Linked DNA regions of Sus scrofa: all the other regions are linked to region 3. Evidence: chromatin contacts called from public Hi-C data. All regions are on one chromosome and are shown on one strand. The core of a region is the stretch at or near the end of the contact, and the rest is flanking DNA. Distances in the headings are between cores, read along the strand shown. Region 1 overlaps HS1BP3 (HCLS1-binding protein 3). Region 2 holds the start of HS1BP3 (HCLS1-binding protein 3). Region 3 holds the start of RHOB (ras homolog family member B).

Evidence for each region. Hi-C and Micro-C count contacts between places; a contact is called where the count stands out from the background.
Region 1: a Hi-C map of omental adipose tissue shows a contact between it and region 3, with 5 times the contacts expected there. The contact joins the enhancer-like site here to the promoter of RHOB in region 3. A contact is called at or near these places in 2 of 5 promoter capture datasets (fetal liver and liver), 34 of 47 Hi-C or Micro-C datasets (adipocytes, adipose tissue, alveolar macrophages and 17 more) and 2 of 2 datasets of contacts at active chromatin or transcription factors (alveolar macrophages and skeletal muscle).
Region 2: a contact with region 3 is called in a Hi-C map of liver, with 5 times the contacts expected there. The contact joins the promoter of HS1BP3 here to the promoter of RHOB in region 3. A contact is called at or near these places in 3 of 5 promoter capture datasets (fetal liver, liver and skeletal muscle), 32 of 47 Hi-C or Micro-C datasets (adipocytes, adipose tissue, alveolar macrophages and 14 more) and 2 of 2 datasets of contacts at active chromatin or transcription factors (alveolar macrophages and skeletal muscle).

The regions. Positions count from the first base shown.
Region 1 is chr3:117,635,174-117,638,429 of Sscrofa11.1, forward strand. It overlaps HS1BP3 (HCLS1-binding protein 3), which reads left to right. Exons shown (of 7, transcript XM_003354913.5): 5 at 2,931-3,091. Among named protein-coding and RNA genes, the nearest start is that of HS1BP3, 28 kb to the left of the region's middle. Within about 2 kb of position 1,393, at least 2 of the 83 cell types and tissues checked have an H3K27ac peak or open chromatin away from gene starts, as enhancers often do. A contact at or near this core is called in omental adipose tissue, where this site is marked.
Region 2 is chr3:117,607,529-117,610,500 of Sscrofa11.1, forward strand. It overlaps HS1BP3 (HCLS1-binding protein 3), which reads left to right and starts at 1,459. Exons shown (of 7, transcript XM_003354913.5): 1 at 1,459-1,570. The coding sequence starts at 1,539. LOC102157748 (a long non-coding RNA gene) reads right to left here and starts at 1,397. Exons shown (of 4, transcript XR_002342833.1): 1 at 1,063-1,397.
Region 3 is chr3:117,774,173-117,777,150 of Sscrofa11.1, forward strand. RHOB (ras homolog family member B) reads right to left here and starts at 1,288. Exons shown (of 1, transcript NM_001123189.1): 1 at 698-1,288. The coding sequence starts at 1,288. The coding sequence ends at 698.

The sequences.
Region 1 (3,256 bases), core at 143-2,642, 140 kb before region 3:
CTGGCCCTGAGCCTTTCTCTATGGACCAGGAGCAAAGCTTCCACGGGGGCCCGGGCTCCTGCTGCTGCTCGAGTCATGCCTTCTGCAGCCTGTCAGAGGTTGAGGGTCTCTCTGCCCATGTCATTTTCTGCCCTGAGACCCCCCTAGGTCACTGTCCACCCCTACACCACCTCCTCCAGGAAGCCCTCGGACTGGGTGGGCTCCTTCCTCTGGGCTCCAGCTATCATAGTGTGATTGCATGTGTGGTGACGATGGGCTCGTGTCTATGACTCTGCTCTGCTGTGGGGACAGTGCCAGGTCTTTCTCATCTCCGGGCCCTCATCACCCAGCACAGGTCTTGCCCATGCGAGGGGCTCATGAGCTCAGGGTGAAAGGATGGGCCCCTGACACATGGGCCAAGGGACCAGTGGAGACCAGTGGGGGTGCCTGCGAGCCGTCTGGAGGAGGAGTGATGGAGCAGAGGGCCTCTGTCTGATATGGTGCTGGGAGCCCCCTCTCTTCACTCCTTTTCCCCCCTCCCTGAGGGAGGAGGCAGAAATAAGTCTGGATTTGAGATGTACTGTCCTGCTGTCTGTCCATCTATCCATTCGTCTGTCCATCCTTCCGTCACCCCTTCATCCATCCATCCTCTCATCTGATGTTTATTTGGCATCTGCTCTGGCTGGACCAGACACACTCCTGAGCCCCCAGAGACTGAATCTGGGGCCAACCAGCCCAGATCCCTGGAGCTTTCAGCTGTCAGAGCTCCGTGTTTCCTCTTGTTCTTTGTCTCCCCTGGAGACAGGTCGGGGGAGTTGGGGAGACGAACAGGGTGGGGTTCAGATGGTGCCTGACTGAGCAGCCCCATGTGCTGAGGAGTTGCTTTATTTCAATTCAAGACAACAAAAGATAAAAAAAAAACGTCTCCAGGGAGAAAAACAAGAGCATTCATCCGATTTGAGAGGAAAACTCACATAGCAGGAAAGCCGGGCCTAATTTGTGCTCTGCGAACCAGAAGTAGGTGCAAGAGGGGAAATCATTGAAATCTCGGCGTGGCTTCTCCAGAGATAATTCATCATGTCTGTTCATTCACGTCCTTTGTTCTTCAGACCCTCCCTTCTCTCTGGGCTTCCTCTGATTTCTGGTCCTCGGAAAAGCCCCCAGCCCTTGCCCCAGGGGGCTGTCTGCTGAGGGGATGTGGCTGTGCCTTCCCCACGAGCCGTTTCAGAGCTGCTGGTTCTGCTCAGGGTGCACCTGCAGAGGGAGGCTGCAGAGTGGAGCGGTCAGGCCCAGCCCCGGCCTCCCTGGGAGCTGCAGGGGTGCTGGGGGCTCTCTGCCCTCCACTGCGGCAGCCCCTGTGGGACCCAGGAGCGGGACCAAGCAAAGGACGGCAGCAGTGGGGAATGAGGGGCAGTGGTGGAGTAGAGCCTGCAGGCTCCGGGCTGGCCCACGGGCTCTCCTACGCACAGTTCATCAGAATCCACAGGGATGCAAAGAGCTGCCTGGGGCCTGTCAATGGGGTTCTGCCTCAGCAGAGGCGTGGGCCTGATGGCCTGTGGCTTCAGCTCATCTGGCTTGTGCCTGGAATGGAGAAAGAGCAGGGGGACAACCGTCGCATCTCCAGCCCTGCCTGCTGTGTGGCCTTGAGCAGACACCCAGCTTCTCTGAACCACTGTGTCCTTGTCTGCTGACAGAGATCCTCCCACCGGGGCCCAGCTCTGAGCACGGACATGTGTTGGTCCTGCAACCTCCGGTGGCTGCAGCCCCACCTTTCATAGCTTTTCCGCATCTCTGCCGGAAGCCCCCAGCTCTGCCAGCATCTAAATCCAGCCCTTGGGAACGGCCACCTCGAGAACCCTGCCCTCTAGCCCCCAGGGCAGCCCCGCTATTTTTATCTGCTGCGGCTTAACCTGTGCCATTGTTGACAGCGGGGTCCATGCGGCTTAACCACGTCATATCGCCAACAGGAGCTCAGAGGGTGACCTCGTCCCATTGGAACGGCCCTTCAGGCGACAGGCCCACGGAAATCCCACTTCCAGTTAACAGCTTATGTCTGGTTTTTGCAGGAACCTTCAAATGGCTAATTTAGGCATCATCAGCCGGGGCTGGATCCCCTTGTTAAAAGAAAACCAAGTTTGTTTATTTACTGGCGGTATAACTTCCAGTGACGTGTGCAGATCTGCAGCCTTCAGTTCCCTGAAGGTTGACGTGTATGCCGTGAACCACCACCCGGATCAGGAAATAAAGCCTCCTGAGGTCCAAAAGCTTCCCTCGAGCCCCCTCCTGGTTGCCCCCAGCAGAGTCTGGCCCAGAGCAGGGCCTCCCCAGTCGAGGAATGAGGGACCTGAGGGGTACAGAGCCCGAGGGTTTCCTGAAGGAGGTGGGGTTTGCTCAGTGGGACTGTGGTGGTTTCTAGAATGATGGGGGTTACACTGCTCAAGGAGAATGAAATACGCAGGGGAAACAAGGAGCATTGCCCCAGGCTCTCTTCCATTCTCCCTGGGGCCAGGCCCGGAGGTTTGCAGCCTCATGCATCCCTGCTGGTTTCCGAGTGGCCATGCAGTGACTCTCAGCTTGGCCCCAGGGAGTGCTGAGGTCTGGCAGCCCCCGCAGCTCCAGCTCCGGAAGGAGGAGTTCTCTGACCCCTGACCCCGCAGGCAGGCCTGAGTCCTGCTGGCCCTTTAGGCCTTGGAGTTGTCCGCGGTCGGCTGTGTGGTCCAGAGGCCCAGCCGCTCTTCCCCCACGTGCCAACAGTGGCTGATCCCCGGGCACAGGACTGGGCTGCCTCCTTGGCAGCATCTCACGACCCCCTTGTCAGGGCCCAGGAAGGGTCCTTCCCGACACAAGCTCAAGCCTGCCCCACACCCGTGTGGTTCTGGCCAGGCTGCCCGAGCCCACCGGCAGGCCTCTTGCAAGAAGTCCTAACTTGAGTTCTGTCTGTGATTCTGCAGCTCCAAGAAGCCCAGGAAACACCCTGAGGTGGCCGTGAAGCCCAGACCCTCGCCCCGGCTCACCATCTTTGATGAGGAGGTAGACCCCGACGAGGGGCTCTTTGGCCCCGGCCGGAAGCCTCGCCCCGAGGGCCCCACGGAGGGCGGACCCTCCAGGGACCGTAAGTAGAGCCCCAGGGTGTTCCCTTCGCTCTCAGTGCCTCCTGGGTGACCCAGCCAACCTCTGCAGGTGGCTTCTTCCCACTGCGCATGAGCAGAAGGGCCGTCTTCCTGTTCTGACACAGTACAGACTCGGTCAGTGGAGATTTTCTGCTGAAGAGATCTGG
Region 2 (2,972 bases), core at 209-2,708, 170 kb before region 3:
GAGGCCCGGAGCGCTCCTCCCAGGGCAGCAAGAAGGGGGACTATAAGCTCCTCCGCAATGTGGTTTGCGTTACCGCAGCTTCAGCCATGGAAGGGGCTCCTCGAGTCAGGCAGGAAGCAGAAAATATCAGATTTAGATTCCACATTCCATGCATTGTATACAATTATCCGCTGGAGCCACATAGGGGCACGTGGGACCCACAGAGGCAGAAAATGGGATTGTTCTCCGGGACAGGGTTACTCTTTCATGGGAACCAGTGGTATTCTTGGCCGGCGCCAGGTGTGCCAAGGCCCCCAGCGGTGTGCACTCTGGAATCCTGGGGCCTGCAAGGTATTGGCGACAGGCAGGCTACACATTAGAGCAACACAAACACACTGCTGGTCACTAGGACCCAGGCCCTGAGCTAAGCGTTTTGCAGGCAGTTGCAAAAGAGCTGGCGAACTCGTTGACCAGAGTTCCAAGGTGGTGCAGGTGGGGCGGGAGGCTGGTTCTTTGGGAAAATGCAGTCAAGCAGAAGCCCCTCCTGCTCCTGCCAGAGGGCAGGGAACAGCCCTGGGACTTGGGGTCAGAAGAAAGGAGGAGAGGGCACCTGGGAGAGAGATCTGCACCCAGAGAGGGGGTTCAGTAGCTCTCTAAGAAGGAAACTTGGGGTGACGAAGTCTGTCTCCTTGACTAAGCTTTAGATTCTTCTGTACCTTCTCTTAGCTGAGCCTGGACTTTGGTCCCTGCCCTGTCCTTGGCCAGCCCAGCCCAGTCTCAGGCAGAATCCTGCTCCCTCAGTTTAGAGAGAATCCCCACCCGGGATATCTGATCCCTCTGAACCAGCGCCTCCTCCCCCACCCCCTCTAAGCCCTTGGGCCTGCCTTCAGCAAGAAGCCCCTACCCGACCCTCACCTACTCCTGAGCCCTCTCCCCACTGACCCAGCTGCAGGAGTCTTGAAGAGCGTCTTCCTGTCTGTTTTAACAAGCCTCAGAACAAGGCCCCCTAAGTGAGGGAGAAGAAAGACCCCGAGTTCCCAGCAGCTTTTGCTGGACAGGCCCGGTTGGCCCCTGGAAGCTCACCCCTCACGGAGGGCTCTAATTTATCTGCCGGTTCTGTCACCTCATTGGAGCCTCCTAACATCTCTCTGAGCATCCCTGGGGCCGTGGCCGCCCATGCCCTGTTTCATCAAAGCTCAGAACGTCTGAAGCAGGGTCCTGGGCGCTCCGATGCTTGCACCTGGCGCTGTCACTAATAACGAGAGGCCCACACCAGGACGAGGACGTGCGTGCGAGCAGGACGGCTCGGACATAGGGTCGCGGGGGCCGCTCAGCTCCGGGGGCCCGCGGACGCCCTCCGCCCTCAGTCCCTGCGCAGAGGTCCAGCAAGGCCCGCAAACGCACCGGCCGAGCGCTGCGCGTCCGGCCCAGCGCGGTGGCCGCTAGGCGGCGGGCCGGGGCCGGGCCGGGCCGGGGCGGGCGGGGCGCGGGGCGGGGACGCGGCGACGCCGGCGCCTGCGGGTCCCGTGACCGCGCGCCCCGCCCGGAGCCTCGCCGTCATGCAGTCCCCGGCGGTGCTCGTCACCTCCAGGTGAGCCCGACCCCGCACCTGGCGCCGCGTCTCAGGCAGCGTGGAGTCGGGGGCTCGGGGGCCCGGGAGCCGCGGCCGGTTGCTCCCAGGGCGCGGGAGCCGGCAGAGGCAGCGGCTCCCGGGCTCCCGGTCTGCCGCCCAGGCTCCCCAGCGCGGGGGCCGTTGACCCGGGCTCGGCCCCTCCACCGCCCCGCGGGAGAAGCGGGCAGCTGCGAGTGCCCCCGTTTTACAGATGGGGAAACTGAGGCCTCCCCCCCCCCGCAAGGGCTAATGAACTCACCCAAGACCCACTGGAAGGACTGGACGGGCAGGTCCCGCGCAGGCGGGCAAAGAGGGAGGCTCACTTCTCCCCTTTCCTGTCCATCTGCCTTCATTTCTTTTCGGGAACCTAGTTTTGTATCTTTTCAGCGCTCATCGTGTGTACGGCCCAGTGCACGGCAGTGGGGACGGGGTGAACCGGGCAAGGCTGGGCCCAGCAGGGGAAACAAGGATGGAGGCAGACCGATGCTGAGACAGGGTCGTGGGTTCCGGTCGCCATGGGAACACAGGGCAGGGTGTAACCCCGGCTTCTGGGAGGCAGTGAATGAAGCCAGGCTCTGCTGGAGGAGTGGGCATGAACCAGGTGAGGGGGGAGAAGAGGAGGCGGCTGCTCCAACAGGTGGCTCAGACAAGTGCAGTTTGAGCAGAGGCCTTGGCAGGGTCCCTGGAGGCAGAGGATGCAGTGTGGGCCCACCCTGGTTCCGGGTGGAGGACTCAGCGCAGAACAGATCCTGGAAAGGCTGCGATGTCCGTGCTTTTACTTCCCCCCTTTCTAATATCTGTCTAGCCACTCACTGCAACTATTTTCATATACTCCACCCTGTTCCCTCTACACAAGATCTTGGACTAAGGCATCAGTCTCTTACACAAATGAGTGGTGTTTTTCCAGCTGCAGTCTGAACATCCCTGTGCCCTCAGGCTGGTCTAGAAAAGTACGATTCTTTAATCGAACCTTGATGTCAGCCCTTGCTTGGTGTCCTCTGCCTGGTTGCTGGTCATGTCCTCGTTGGCAGAAGCGTCCCTAGTGCCACACAGCTCACCCCCACCCCCTCTCGCTGAGTCTCAGTTTCCTTTTCTGCAAAAAGGGCGTTTGAGGTTGGCAGGTGTGAGCAGACCAATGAGGGTGTGACTTTGGCGCTGGGAGCTGGGGTAGCAGGTGGATGGCTTCCCTCACTGCCCCGCCTGCACGGGGCTTCTTCACAGATGCTGGGGCTGGTGGTGAAGGCCAGGTGAGTGGTTCTAGGATACAGCAGTGAACCCCTTTCCCAAACTTCCATGGGGCAGGTGGACAGTGGGTAAATGCGTGGTGTGTAGGGGGGGTAAATGGTGTGAAGGAAAATAAAGGGATGGGGAAAGAGTGTGC
Region 3 (2,978 bases), core at 38-2,537:
AAGTCAGTTAGTTGCAAATGTCTTTCCCAGGAGTTGGAAAGATGGCCAAGTCTTGTTCGTGCCTGGATGGACGCCTGACCCAGGCTGGGCCGGAGCTGTTCTCAAGTCCTGTCACTCCACCCACCGCCACCATTAAATAACACCATCCTACCTCCGAAAATAAAATTATATCTATATTTATATAACACCCCATCCACCCCAGCCCTCCCCTCCCGCAGTTCCCGTGGTCTATGTTACAGACAGGGGCATAGCAGGCGCTCGCTGGTTATGGGAGAACATCTGATGATGGGGCGCGGCCGCACCCCGGGGCCAAGCTCGCCTCGGGGTAGCAGAGGCGGGCGTGGGGCAAAAACGGGGCGGGGGGAGTTGAACATACACACAGCCACACCCTCCGAAGAGGCTTGGCTCTTCAGAACAGGGTCTTCGGGGATCCCTTGGCACTCAGCGGGGCGCCCAGGCCTGTGCAACACAGCGGGACGCACACAGACACTTGGAAAGGGGGCGCCCGGTGCCTACCGCGCCGATTCCCGGCGCCAGAGCCACAGCCGCCAGGCCACGGCTGCGGGTCCGGAGGGCAGACGCCAGGCCGTCCGGTGGGGTCCGTGGGGGGGGCGCGGGTCTCCCTTCTCCGGCCTCGTGGGGGACCGGCCGGGGTGGGGGAGCCGTGCCCGCAGGGGCAGGCAGGCGGGCGCGGCCCTCATAGCACCTTGCAGCAGTTGATGCAGCCGTTCTGGGAGCCGTAGCGTTTCTGCAGCGCGGCTCGCGTGGCCGTCTCGAAGACCTCGCGCACGCCCTCCTTGGTCTTGGCAGAGCACTCGAGGTAGTCGTAGGCTTGGATGCGCACGGCCATGGCGCGGCCGTCATCCGTGCGCACGGGTTCCTGCTTCATGCGGGCCAGCTCAGTGCGGACGTGCTCGTCGCTGCGCAGGTCTTTCTTGTTGGCCACCAGGATGATGGGCACGTTGGGGCAGAAGTGCTTCACCTCGGGCACCCACTTCTCGGGGATGTTCTCCAGGGAATCCGGGCTGTCCACCGAGAAGCACATAAGGATCACGTCGGTGTCCGGGTAGGAGAGCGGCCGCAGGCGATCGTAGTCCTCCTGGCCCGCTGTGTCCCACAGCGCCAGCTCCACCTGCTTGCCGTCCACTTCGATGTCGGCCACATAGTTCTCAAAGACTGTGGGCACGTACACCTCAGGGAACTCGTCCTTACTGAACACGATCAGCAGGCACGTCTTGCCGCACGCGCCGTCGCCCACCACCACCAGCTTCTTGCGGATGGCCGCCATGAGCGGGCCGGGCCCGGGCAGCAAGAGGGGGCCCGCGAACGCCTCGCTGCCGTCCCGCTGGCCGCTCACTGCTCACCTCGGGCTGCGCGCTAGGGGCAAGGGTCGCTAGCTGCACCCAGGCCCCGGGGTGGCGCGTTCTCTCGCTGTGCTCAGGAAGCCGCGGCGTGGGCGGTAGGGGCGCGGGAGCATAGGGCGCACCGTACGTCTCCGCGCTGCTCCGGAGCGGTGGCGGCCCTCCTCGCCCCGGATCCGGGGTTGGCGCCTTTGTGCGCAAACGGTGACTAGAGTAGCAGACCCGGCCTAGCTTCCTCCCGGGTCGCTCTAGGCCTCAGCAAAGGTACAGGAAAACGAACGAAAGCAGGCAGACTGCGGTGGCAGATGCAGGCTGCGGCCCTAGCGCCCGCTATTTAAAGAGTTCGGCGACTTTCTTAATATAGCCGCCCAATGGCAAGCGAGCCGACTGAGCTCATCGCTGCGGAGCTTGGCTCTGATTGGCCGTCCGCTGCAGCCCAGGGGCGGGGCCGGGCGAGCTTGATTGACGGCCCAGGCCGCGGGGCTGGGAGAGGCGGCGACCGGGGAGCGTGCGCCGCGGCTGGCGCTGCGGGGCTCCGGCGACACCAGGGTTCCCTCCTTCGCCGCAGCTTCTGCGCGTGGGGCGGGAGGCCAAGAGCTAGCTACCAGGAGCCCGCAGGGCCTGGACGAGAGGTTCAGAAAGAAGCCGCACTTTGTGGGGCGTTAACGACTCCCTCCCACTCAAAATTGCCGCGCTGGCTTCGCAAACTCCCAGCGGGTGGTCGGACCTGTGGGGGACCGAGCGGTTCCTTTAACTTGGTTTTGTTTTTAAGTGAACGCGCGCGCACACACACATTCGTTTGTTCCCAAGCAAGGTCTTTTCCCTTTTCTTTCAGAAGCGGGCCCACCCCTGGTCGAGTCTGCCATCCCTGTCCTTCCACCAGGGTACCCGCCTAGAGCAGCCCGGGGTTTGGATCTTAGAGATGGTGGCTGTAAATTAGGTGACCCTGGGCCGAGCTTCTGGCTCCTCCAAGTCCTATCGCCTACCCCCTTCTCGGCACCCAGCCTAGGTCTTTAGGTAAAGATTCGGAGAAGGAGGGACGGTGAAAAGGGAAGGTCGAGGTTGGTTGCAGAACTTGAGGTCCGCTGGGAAGAAGTTACCAAGCAGAAAAAGGCAGCCTCAGCCCTGGATTTCAAGATTAATTCGGATCCTGGTCATAAGGCAGAGAACTGCCTGAGGTAAACAGTACAATAAAATCCAAATCCCCACCCCCACCCCACTGGGCTAGAAGAGGCTGAGGTCCCCCTGGGGAGTAGCAGGAGAAACTTGAAGGCTGGGACATAGCAAATCAGTGTCTAGTGGGGTGCTAGCTCCTAGTCTCCTGCTATCCACCAGGACTTAATCCATCTCTTCCTTGTATCCTGTAGGAGATGGCACCTGTGTCTGATCTAGAAGCTTCTGAGTGGATGGGTCCCAATGGACAGAAGGGGTGAGAAGAAGGATGGAGGTAGGGAGGGAGGACCACCCAAGGAGGAGGAAGAGCTTGAACCAAAGCAGAGATGTGACAAAGAGTAGGACAGATTCTAGGAACAGAGAATAGCTTACTGGGGCTACCCTCAGTGGAAAGAGAGAGTTGAAACTCAGGAGGCAGGCCAATCATGGAGGACAAGTACCAAC